Regions from separate parts of the Mus musculus genome. Here regions 2, 3 and 4 are each linked to region 1. A link is a contact called in public HiChIP or PLAC-seq and promoter capture Hi-C data. All regions are on one chromosome and are shown on one strand. Each heading gives the region's core, a stretch centred on a gene start, on an enhancer-like site or on the middle of the called end of the contact. The rest is flanking DNA. Distances are from core to core; before and after follow the strand shown.

Region 1 (2,771 bases), core at 187-2,686:
CAGTGAATCCCCATATCCAGTTCTGGAAAATACTGATTTGTTTTCTTTCTTTGTGCTTTTCTTAGTCAGTGTCTGTCAGACCCAATGTCTGTCAGAGGTCTGAATTCTTTCACTCTATGGGATGGTTGTGAGCTACATCCATGAAGTTGTATACAGTTCTTCATTCTCACTGGGCTGTGTAACTCATGGCTTATCGATCATCATTTATGTATATGATTTAGAATGAATATACCACTACATATTTATCCATTCTATTGTTGGCAATCTGGATGTGTATGGTTGGAGCTTTTTGCGACTAAATCTGCTAGAAACCTTTTAAAAAGTTGTGTGTGTGTATGTGTGTGTGTGTGTGTGTATGTTTGTATTTTGCCTGCATACATGTCTATGCACCATGGATATATATGACAATGGAGGTCTGAAAAGGATGCAGGATCCCCTGGAACTGGAGTTTCAGACCATCCTGAGCAGCCATGCTAGTGCTGATAATCAAACTTAGGTGCTCTGGAAGAACAACCCGTGCTCTTAACTGCTTTGGATTTTTTTTGTTTAATTGTTTTTTCTTTCGTTTTAGGGTTGTTTGTTTGTTTGTTTGCTTGTTGAGACGAGATCTCACACTGGAACCCACGGTGAACTGGAACTCACTTTGTAGGCCAGGCCCTGAACTCACAACAGTCCCAACAGTCGGGACTGCAGGAGCGAGGAAGGCATCATGTGCGGCTCAGAACCATTCTTGCTTGTGCTTCCCCGTGCCCAGCCAGGTGTGCACATACATCACCCAGCTGACCTGGAATTCTCGTTTGTGTGTGGCGACCTCAGGCGGATGAGTCGACATTCTTTTTACATTTTCTAGTGTGAAAATCCAGTTGACCCGGTGCCTTGAAATTACAACTCGTCCTTCCGGTTGCTCTTCTGACATAAACTGTCTTTGCAAGTGTTATCTCATTTCTGGCTCGTTGGTCTATTTGATTTATTTCCCACTTGGCTCTTCTTTTTCAAGATTTGTTTCCCCCTCTGCTATTCTCTAATTTAATTTACATTTTGAGATAGGATCTCCCTATGTACCCCTAGTTAGTCTAGAGTTCACTATGTAGATCAGATTGGCCTCTAACTCACAGAGACCTGCCTGCCTCTGCCATGTGGCTACTGGCCTGCGCCAATGTGCTCTGCTTCCCAGCGCAGTCAGACTAGCATCTCAGGTGTGATGGGCACCAAATGCATACTTGATGTTTGCTGGAGGACCCTGGGTATGTAGGGCCTAGGAGACTAGAGTAAGGCGAGCCTCCAGCTCTCCTAACAACAAAGCACTCCCCAATTGCCTGGCCCTCCGGGAAGCACACCCACTAATGGCGAGTCTGGAACCGGGCGGGGCTGCTGCACGTCCTCTTCCCTCCGGCTCTCTGACTACGCCTCTTTCCCCGCCCTCTCCCCGCCCCTCCAGAAGGGTGACCCGGCCTCCTCCGCCCGGTTGTGACTGCTGCGGGATGGCGGCGGCGACACCGACAGAGACACCGGCTCCGGAAGGCAGTGGCTTGGGTATGGACGCGCGACTGGACCAGGAGACCGCGCAGTGGCTGCGTTGGGACCAGGTAAGGGCCGATCTCCGGCTCTTCGGTTCTCGGGCGCCGTGGCTTGTCCGGCAGGGAGCCGGGCCCAGCTTCCTTCTTTCCTTCCCTGCCTCGCCACACGGTGCCTGCTCGGCATAAGCTGTTGCGGGACTGGAGACAGCTGTGTGGCTCGCCCGGCTGCTAGACCCGGTAGAGGAGCGAGCTGGGGGGCGGGGAGTGGGGTGGAGAGTGAATGTAGCGGGCCTGGGACCCGGGGTAGTCCACGCACGAGAAGGTTTTTGAGGTTCTGTGATGGGCTGAGCATCTTCATCCATTCAGAATCCGCTCTGTCCCGCCTTTCCCGGGACCTGGACTTCTCCACAGTCCAGACCACCTTTTCTGATTTCATGGATACTACCGGGTCCCTGATGGGCCAGGCTGACAGGGAGTTTTCCAGAGAACATACACTCCACTGGGAAGGTGACAGGGAACGCTTTGGCCCCAGCTGCGCCTTTCCCCTGTAATGTCTTAGTCAGTCGGCCAGCTCCGGACATCACTTCCTTTGCCCTCTACAAGTTCTCTCTGACCTGTGCTTTCGCGTGTCCTGTTGCTTTCCCGCAATGTTCCTCTTGCCGGTGTTCTGCTGACTTTATTTCTCTTGTCGTTTTTCCTGTGTGAACTTAGCGGATCTTTCCTGTCTCCCAAGTGCAACTCAAACTCTCTCTCTAGACAGCCCAGGCCTTTGGTTCCCTGCTCTTCCTGGAATTGAAAGACAATCCCTTACAGGCTTGTTTGTTTAAAATTTGTCGGTATCCAGGGCTGACTTCAGGAGGTGAGACCCACGCAGATCCACTGAACCTGTACTCAGGGAAGGGCCCAAGCCGTATTTTAAAGCACTACTTTGAGATTCTCTATTGTTAAACACGGAGTCTTTCGTTCTAATTGTGCACTGGCCCCCCCTGAAAATTATGTAGCTGGTGCTGTGTGTCTCTGCTGCTTTCCGTGGTCTATAGTACCGTAGTACCGTAGTGCCGTACTGCATGTCTATAGTTGGTCCCTGAAACATTTGGTGACTGGATAGAGGCTGGAAGGCTCAGCAGAGGCCTTTGCTCGCTCACACCTAGAAAATGAATAGTCAGGCCATCCTGGAAACAGGATGGCAGTGCTAGCGCCTCATGGGAGGTTTTGTTTTGCTTTGTTGTGGATTTTTTTTTTCCTGGAAACATA
Region 2 (2,771 bases), core at 132-2,631, 900 kb after region 1:
CACTCCAGCCTCAGTAAATGATGTGGTCATTTGGGTGGTGGTGATGGTAGTGTTAGGAGTGGAACTTGGGCCTTACTCAAACCAGGAGAATGCTGTACCACTAAGTCACAGGACCAACCTAAAAAGTATTTTCTATTTGATATTAGGTGGGATACTAGACATTTAGATGTCTTCTCTATTTAAGGAACTTTGAACTTGATGGAATCCCCTGCATAGTTAAATATTCTTAGGATCACACAATGGATGCCGTTGTTCAAAGGACCAATTGTGTTTTATTTTTTGTTTAAATTTTATTTATTATATGTAGATGGGTGTTTTGTCTATATGTATGTCTATGCAACACATGCATGCCTAGTGCACACAGATTTCAGAAGAGGCCGTTCGATCCCCTGGGACTGCAGTTATAGATGGTTGCCAGTCGCCATGTGAATGCTGGGAATTAAACCTAGGTCCTCTGAAAAAGCAGCCAGTGCTCTTAACTGCTGAGGCATCTCTCTAGCCCCTCTAATTATGATTTAGATGTCCTCGATCAATCCAAGTCTGATTTGCCCCAACTATACAAGGTCATTCTTCTGATTTTATGGGAAGGAGAGAAAAACAACAACATAGTGAGTTCTCATAGGATGCCTTCTGCTTTCTGAGTTAGGCCCCGAAGGTCTGTGTTAAAGGAGGTGAGAGCTATCTAGGTGAAAGGTGAGAAACAAAGCTTTCCAGCAGCATTTAATAATGTGAGAAGCAAGTTGATGCACTCTGCTTATTTCGTCTTGTGTGTGTGTGTGTGTGTGTGTGTGTGTGTGTGTGTGTGTGTGTGTGTGTTTGCGCGAATGTAGAGGTCAGAGGACTCGAAGGTTATTTCCTTCTGCCTTTATGTTGATTCCAAGAGTTGAACTCATGTCATTAGACCTACATGGAAGTACCTTTACCCCCTGAGCCATCTCATGGGACTTATGCGACTATTTTATAGGCTTCTAAGTGTGTCACCTAATGACCAGTTAGTGGAGACAATACTTAGGATATATAATTCATGGTTGATATTTATTTAGTTTATATTTTTTGTTAAATGTGTACATCTAGCCACTTGAGGACTTTCTATTAATTATAGATATTCCTTGTAACTAGCCAGAAGTTCCAGCTCAATGTCAAGGACTTTATTAATAAAGCACAACTGAAGTAGTCGCTTATTACACAGCATTTGACTTTCTGTTTTATTCACTAGCCAATTACCAGCTGTCAGGGCACAGTCAATATTGTAGATCTGAGTCAGAAGCCATCACCCCTGAGTGCATTGTTCTTTCTAATCACAGGCAGTGATCGGCCCAGTGAAAGAATTACATTAGTCATCAACTCACACCCGTCCTCCTGGTGGTACAAAGTTGCTACTGGATTCCATTGCCGAATGGGATGAATCAATGCAGACACCACAAACGAGTGCAGACAGTCACGAGTCATGGGCGTTCCGCTCATGTTGACAAGTCCCTCTCTGTTTCCAGACAGAAGGAAAAGCTGACAGCCAGCTTGCAAAGCTCCCTTCTTCACAGCCTTAAAGCTGGTGTTTCATAACATTTATGCAGCGTTTAGATGACAAATTCATAGGAAATAATTTTTTAATCATCTCAAGACCTGCAGGGTTATTGGTGCTGAGAGTTCTTTTATGTATGTCAAACATTCATTGCATATACTCAAGGTACAATTTACAAAAGTTTACAATATCATTGAGCGCATTTCCCCAGTCCCTGGGAGCTCGCCTCTGTCTTGTCTTGCATTTTGTAACAAATGAATGGGGGCTTAGAAAAGCTTCAGTAACTCATTACACAGAGTGGCAGAACCTCGACTCAATTCTGCGCAATTCAATTCTGTGACCTTTTCCACTGGTCGCATCTCTCTGCTGAATAGATGATATTTGATATTTACTGGGTAAATAGGAATGCAGTGAGATACAAATAACTAAAATCCACATTCAGTGGTTTGCAGAACAGCGATATATTTTTCTCCCATAATACAAAAGATGGGGACGAGTAGCTCCCGGTGTTGGCTCAGTGCTCCATCAGCATCAGGACCAGGGATGCTTTGACCTTTCCCTGAGGCAGAAAATTTCCCTGCTTCACTGCCAAGCATCGTTTCCACACTCAGAACAGGAGGAAGAATTGGCGACGGCTGTAACTGAAAATTCATCACAAAATCAAAGGCTTTTATATACATTTATGTACATCTTTGTGAATAACTGAGCAGTATACCACCCTTATCTGCAAGGGAGACAGTAGGGGAAAGGGCACTGGGGATGACTGATGGCCAGCCTTGGAGTTACAGAATCTACAGGTTATATAGGCCTCTTCCTCTCCTCCCTCCCTCCCTTCCTATAAAAAAGCTCTCTTACTTTGCCTATATACTTACTGTGGGTCTATATATTCTTCCTTTGCTTTCTATGATCTGTTTGTGAATAGTAAGAGAAAGCTGTGTTTTTCGATGGCTGAGTCAGGACTCACTCGATGAGATTAACAGAAACTACTACATTCCTATGCAAGAAAATGGGTACATCTATCCAACAAATAATATTAGGCACTCTTTGAGACTTTAGGGATGGATTAGGGACCAGAACCAAAAAGAAAGAGAGGAGAACACGCACACGCGTGCACACACACACACACACACACACACACAGAGAGAGAGAGAGAGACAGAGACAGAGACAGAGACAGAGACAGAGACAGAGACAGAGAGACAGAGACAGACACAGACAGACAGACTGAGAGATTGGAGACTGAAAGGCAGGGA
Region 3 (2,771 bases), core at 176-2,675, 770 kb after region 1:
AAAATCACTAAGTGAATTTTGACTCGGAGTTAGGAAAGATGTTTCCAACAGTTTCTAAGATGATCCTAAACATACGTATTCCATTTTTATAGTATATATGCATGCAAAGGGGGGGGGCGGAATTCTTGGCATTAATGGCTATAAATCAAAATATCAACCGATTTAAAAAATGTCAAAGATAGTTTATGTTTTGCAGCATCAAATATTCAGCCAAGATTTAATTATTTATGTAAAAATAAGTAAGTGCATGCATCTTGCTGATGGAAAGGATTACACTCATCTTTAACAAGTGGCAAAATGACACACAGACCAAATAATTGCTTTAAAATACATTTCTTTATGATTAATTTTCTGTCCATGTTTAGATTGTATCCTTATTTTATATATTTGTATATCCAGGGCTGCATAAAATTTTCTCCAGCTAAAAGAGGTAACCAGTGGGGAAAGCTGAAGAAGTCCTTCACTTACTGCTAGCCACGTGGGGGAGGGGTGCATGCACAGAGGAGGGTTGGTGTTTCTTGCAGATAGCAAGAAAGTGAAAGTTTAAGCTGAGCTTGCCCTCAGCTTGCTGCCAAGTTCACCCACCAGGTTAAGCCGCCTCCTTTCTCCCTAGCTACCAAAGTTCCAAGAGAGGAACAGGGCAGTCACGGATGACACGGCCTGGGAGAGAGTCGCAGCAGTGAGAACTCAAGGAAGCAAGGGCAAGGAGGATTCTTGTGGTCCCAAGTACTTTTAAAATCTTGTGTAAAGATATTACATTCATGTGCAATTGTGTCTTAAAACAACAGCAGCAGCAACAACAACACACACATAGCAGCAACACACACACATACACCACACACACATAACAATAACACACACACAACCAAACAAGAAAGAAATACATGAAAGTGAAAGAGGAGATTTCTACTTCTGTGTAGGATGCAGACCAGAGTTTCTGCCAAGAGAAACTGGAAAAACCAGGTTCGATTGAGAGAGAGAGAAAAAAAACCAGCTTTCAAAATCACCGCTGAGCTGGAGGAAGCAGTAAGTATAGGGAGGGGCTGAGGAGCCAGTGGCTAACTGGCTACCACTTTGCTTCTGGGGCCAGCAGATCCACGGATGGGGTGGGAGCCACAAAGCAGCTCTGTCCCTAGAGGCAATGTCACAGCTGTCCCGTGGCGCACAGGACTGTTGAAAACTAAATAGCAACATACTTGTGTTTTCGTCTGTCTCTCCCTGTAAGTTAGAAATCTAACATGTGGCAGGGTCTGTCTGTCTCCTCGTTGCTATATTCCAGCCCTGCACTTGGCACACAGTACCCATTTAGGAATAGCTGTCCGATCGAATCAAACTGAAGCTAATTGAAACAGTGGATGCTTTCTGGCTGTGGATTCCTAAAGCGTTTCTTCATGCTTCAGCTCCGTTTGGACTTTGCCCTCTGGTTCTCCCTGTAATACCTGGAAGCAGGGTGGGGTGGGGGTGGAGCAAGCTCTAGTTCAAACTCCTACTCCCAGGCCCAAGCCTTCGTCCGGAAGTCTCTCTCTAACCACAAGAGTCCGAGGTCCTCACAGAGCTTCTCAGACTGTTCTGGGAACTGGCGGGGCATCCAGTTTGTTTCCTTCAAACCATTGCGCAATCTTGCCAAGGTCTGGAAGGTCCCTCAAGTCCGACACCTGCTTCTCCTACACCTACAACAAGACCCTAAAGCCAGGCTAGCCCACCTTCAATCCCATCACCAGGCCTCTGGGTCACTCTCCACACTCTTATTGTTCCGGGAACATCCATCCCACACTGGAGGTCCCTGTAAGACCTCACTTGCAGGACGCACCAAGAACTGTGCTTTTCTGTATTTTATATCTTCTCCAGATAGAGAAATCCCCAAAACGAAAGCCCTCAAAGCTGGGATTCACTCCCAGCCTTGTTGCTGTTACAGTCGTAGACCATCTGTTTTCTCATGCAACCGACTCGGTCTTTTTTGGCTTGAATCCAAAGTAGCAACTTGGAGCACCCCCAGACAGCGCTCAGACAGTCAGGCCCGGGAAGACAGATTTGTGTGATCAACATTTACATAGGGCTTAAAACCTTTGGGTGACAATGGCTGTGGGTGTGGGTGAACATGGAGCCCTAAAAAGTTGACATGGGAACTTCACACGGTCTTGCAGTGTTTCTCTAACCCCAGAAAGTCTGGGGTGCCAAGTACCCCAGGGATTGCGCTGCCTCCAGAACCACACAATAGAGTTGATTTTTTTTTTTGTTTTGTTTTTTAATTGTAAATGATCTTAGAATGCTTGAAGTAACTAAGATTTTGAGCTGGGCTGCATTCATACATATGACCCGCATATCCTGGGTACATGTGGGTCATGGGCTTGAAGTTTGGACACGTCTGAGCCATACCTGGGGAGGGTGAATGGCTTGGTCTCTACAGAAGCTTCCCTGTTCCAGACCTGTCCTAAGCCGGTGGCCCTTTTATTTATTTATTTTTCCAATTTTTTTATTAGGTATTTACTTCATTTACATTTCAAATGCTATCCCGAAAGAAGACTGGCTTCTAGGCAGCTAGGATGAAGGTCTTTTTTTTTTTTTTTAATTTTTATTAGGTATTTTCTTCATTTACCTTTCCAGTGCTATCCCAAAAGTCCCCCATACCCTCCCCCCACACACACCCACTCACTCCCACTTCTTGGCCCTGGCGTTCCCCTGTACTGGGGCATATAAAGTTTGCAAGACCAAGGAGCCTCTCTTCCAATGATGGCAGACTAGACTATCTTCTGATACATATGCAGCTAGAG
Region 4 (2,771 bases), core at 188-2,687, 730 kb after region 1:
AGAGTTAATTATGGACCTGGGGCTGGGTGCCTGTCCCAGAGTACGCCCTACACCTAGCCTGGGTCTTTGATGGAGACTTGAAGGCAGTCTAGAGGAGAGGGGCATCCATTTGCACTAAGTGTATATAGAAGATGCACAGTGTAGGTTAAACAGTGTAGGAGAACCCTGAGGATATTACCAAATTGGCACGTGTCTGAATTCCCACGTCTCTGAGGTCCGTGCCACGGAGAGAAAAACCCAGCGGCGGCAGCAGTGGCAGGGTGTCCTCACTCTGCTTGCTGTTCAGCTGCCAGGATCTGTGGGCCTTAAAATCTAGGTCAGTGGGAAGTCTTGGAGGAACAGGGCTGAGATGAGGAAGGTGCCGCATCGCGTGCTGCTGCCCTCTGTCCCATCTGTTTCATGGAGTCTTGCCTCCCACCAGAGCTGTGCCCTTTGGAGAAATAAAACACAGAAAGCTTCTCCCTGGAGTTAATTATCGAGATCCTCTTTGTACAGTGTCTGTGAGCCTTGCTCTCTTAATAACCCCTATTTTAATTAAATTTAAATCGGCTTAATGCTGATGTTGCTGTATAAACTGGATCTTCTGCCTTGTTATATATATACTTGGGTGGATGTGGCTAGTTCAAAAGAAAGGTAGAGCTGCGTGGTGCTGGTACAGATCACCACTTGGAGGCAGAGGCAGGAGGATTGCTACAAGTTCAAATACAGCCTGTGCTATAGAGTTAGATCCTGTCTCTAATTAATTAAGAAGAGAGAAGAGATGAGGTCTTGGGATGGTCATTATTCACCCTTCCACCCCTGCTGAGAGCTGATGCCAGAATCCTTGTGTCTTGTACTTTCTGGTTTTAGTGCTTTGCATATTTCTGCACCGTATTGGGAGTCTTTTTTTTTTTTTTTTTTTTTTTTTTAGCATTCAGCTCATCTTTTTACTCTTTATCTCTGTCACTTAAGACTTGGCTAGAAAGGTGACAGTCTTTGCCATCTTAGGCTGCTGCTCCCCTAGACACTCAGTCAGTATACCCAACAGTGTGCCTAGCCATCCTTGGCTGCACTGTGATCTGAGAGTTTGGAGTCTTACAGCCTTGGAGTGCGTCTCCTGCATAAAGGGCTGGAAGGCTCTCCTGGGACAACCCAGTGTGTCATGAGTGAAGTTGAGAGGATTACATAGGTTATCTTGTATTACCACCATAGCACCCCGGAAAAGGGCTCCTCAGTGCCCCACAACAAGGATCTCCCCATCGCTGCAAGTCTCATGGTCCGGTCTCCTATTCCTGGGTGCTTTGCTGGTACAAGGTCCAGAGAGTCACTTCTACAAGGAAAAACAGTTGTAGTTCATAGCTGTCCAGAGACTGAGCCCGTCTGACCCAGAGAAGAAAGAGTGTGAGCCCAAGAGTAATCCCAGTCAAAGCCAGAGAAGCTCAGGAGGAGGAGTGTGCTGGGTGTGGTGGGCCACACCTTAATCCCAGTGCTGAGAAGGGAGGGGAGTTCCTGGTCAGCCAGAGCTACACAGTGAGACTCTGTCTCAAAAACCAACCCAGCTCAGGTTTTATAGTTTGGCCTGCTTGGTGGCCTTCAGTGCTGGCTCCTCCTGAAGGCCTCAAGTCCTTCATGATGCAGGCAGCTTTAGGAGCCTGCCAGCCATCAGCCTTCTCACTGAATATAAAAATCATGAATTTAATCTTCAGGTTTTTTTGGGGGCCCAGCAAACCTTACTTTCTAGCAATTGCTAAACCCATCTCTCCCATAGCTTTTTGGGGATCACACACCTCCGGATCTAAAGTATGTCTCCTTAAACGTCTCTATTTCTTTTTATTGTTTCTCATAGTCCTTCCCGTCGAATTACATAGAATCGATGAAGCCCAACAAATATGGGGTCATTTACTCCACACCGTTGCCTGATAAGTTCTTCCAGACCCCAGAAGGCCTCACTCACGGGATACAGGTGGAGCCGGTGGACCTCACGGTGAACAAGCGGGGCTCCCCGCCTGCTGCGGGCGGTTCTCCTTCCTCTCTGAAGTTCCCGTCCCACCGGAGAGCGTCACCTGGCCTCAGCATGCCCTCCTCCAGTCCGCCCATTAAGAAGTACTCGCCCCCTTCTCCTGGCGTGCAGCCCTTTGGAGTACCCCTGTCTATGCCGCCTGTGATGGCAGCCGCGCTGTCCAGACACGGAATCCGGAGCCCAGGCATCCTCCCCGTCATTCAGCCCGTCGTGGTCCAGCCCGTTCCTTTTATGTATACCAGCCACCTGCAGCAGCCTCTCATGGTTTCCTTGTCGGAAGAGATGGACAATTCAAACAGCGGCATGCCAGGTAAATTCTGCCATGCCCCTACACCCGGCACCTGCTTAGTAGTCTGGTGAGGACACCGGGCAGAGCTATTATATCCTCAAAAGGATATCCTGGGGCAAATTGTTCTGTTTTTGTTTTGAAGTGATGAAATTGGGAGAGCATCCAACAATTAGTTACTTTCACAGTGTATTTTATACTTTGATTTACTGAGTACCAATACAGTCCTGGGCACAAAAGAGATTTAAGTACTTTCTGATCACGCTGCTAATGGCTCTTAAAAGCTACCTGTTTGTCAACCTTAGGGAGGGGACTATGGGGTTAGCCAGGTTTTGTGGTGGAGAGTCATCTTGAGCTGCAGGGTCCTCTGCCTGCTTCAAAAGAAGCGAGGATCTCTCACAGATTAAGTCCTGCTGGTAACCTTGCCAGAGATGAAGAAATACACATATAAAAATCTAGTCCCCAAAAGCCGTGAGGTGAGCTTTC

Evidence for each region. Promoter capture Hi-C pulls out the DNA fragments that hold promoters and counts their contacts. HiChIP or PLAC-seq counts read pairs in DNA pulled down with a chosen protein or histone mark.
Region 2: a contact with region 1 is called in a FOXA1 HiChIP or PLAC-seq map of pancreatic cancer cells. The contact joins the enhancer-like site here to the promoter of Pgm2 in region 1. A contact is called at or near these places in 3 of 39 promoter capture datasets (the 3T3-L1 cell line, hippocampal neurons and pre-B cells), 1 of 115 datasets of contacts at active chromatin or transcription factors (pancreatic cancer cells) and 1 of 9 other capture datasets (adipose tissue).
Region 3: an H3K27ac HiChIP or PLAC-seq map of extraembryonic endoderm stem cells shows a contact between it and region 1, with 5 times the contacts expected there. The contact joins the enhancer-like site here to the promoter of Pgm2 in region 1. A contact is called at or near these places in 15 of 39 promoter capture datasets (the 3T3-L1 cell line, 3T3-L1-derived adipocytes, HPC-7-derived erythroid cells and 10 more), 3 of 484 Hi-C or Micro-C datasets (B cells, cortical neurons and uterus), 12 of 115 datasets of contacts at active chromatin or transcription factors (the NIH/3T3 cell line, embryonic basal ganglia, embryonic forebrain and 5 more) and 1 of 9 other capture datasets (embryonic stem cells).
Region 4: a contact with region 1 is called in a promoter capture Hi-C map of embryonic stem cells. The contact joins the enhancer-like site here to the promoter of Pgm2 in region 1. A contact is called at or near these places in 13 of 39 promoter capture datasets (the 3T3-L1 cell line, 3T3-L1-derived adipocytes, the C10 cell line and 7 more), 1 of 15 datasets of contacts at CTCF or cohesin (large pre-B cells), 7 of 484 Hi-C or Micro-C datasets (the G1E-ER4 cell line, cerebral cortex, cortical neurons and 3 more), 11 of 115 datasets of contacts at active chromatin or transcription factors (the NIH/3T3 cell line, T-cell acute lymphoblastic leukemia, acute myeloid leukemia and 6 more) and 1 of 9 other capture datasets (liver).

The regions. Positions count from the first base shown.
Region 1 is chr5:64,091,503-64,094,273 of GRCm38.p6, forward strand. Pgm2 (phosphoglucomutase 2) reads left to right here and starts at 1,437. Exons shown (of 14, transcript NM_025700.3): 1 at 1,437-1,586. The coding sequence starts at 1,482.
Region 2 is chr5:64,991,375-64,994,145 of GRCm38.p6, forward strand. The region is part of intron 2 of Fam114a1 (family with sequence similarity 114, member A1); the gene reads left to right. Gm32374 (a long non-coding RNA gene) reads right to left here. Exons shown (of 3, transcript XR_003955930.1): 3 at 1,017-2,160. Among named protein-coding and RNA genes, the nearest start is that of Mir574, 22 kb to the left of the region's middle. Within about 2 kb of position 1,382, at least 39 of the 459 cell types and tissues checked have an H3K27ac peak or open chromatin away from gene starts, as enhancers often do. A contact at or near this core is called in hippocampal neurons and pancreatic cancer cells, where this site is marked.
Region 3 is chr5:64,860,521-64,863,291 of GRCm38.p6, forward strand. No RefSeq gene overlaps it. Among named protein-coding and RNA genes, the nearest start is that of Gm31889, 18 kb to the right of the region's middle. Within about 2 kb of position 1,426, at least 182 of the 459 cell types and tissues checked have an H3K27ac peak or open chromatin away from gene starts, as enhancers often do. A contact at or near this core is called in B cells, extraembryonic endoderm stem cells, liver and 3 more, where this site is marked.
Region 4 is chr5:64,820,049-64,822,819 of GRCm38.p6, forward strand. Klf3 (Kruppel-like factor 3 (basic)) reads left to right here. Exons shown (of 6, transcript NM_008453.6): 3 at 1,826-2,309. Among named protein-coding and RNA genes, the nearest start is that of Gm31684, 4.6 kb to the left of the region's middle. Within about 2 kb of position 1,438, at least 24 of the 459 cell types and tissues checked have an H3K27ac peak or open chromatin away from gene starts, as enhancers often do. A contact at or near this core is called in embryonic stem cells, where this site is marked.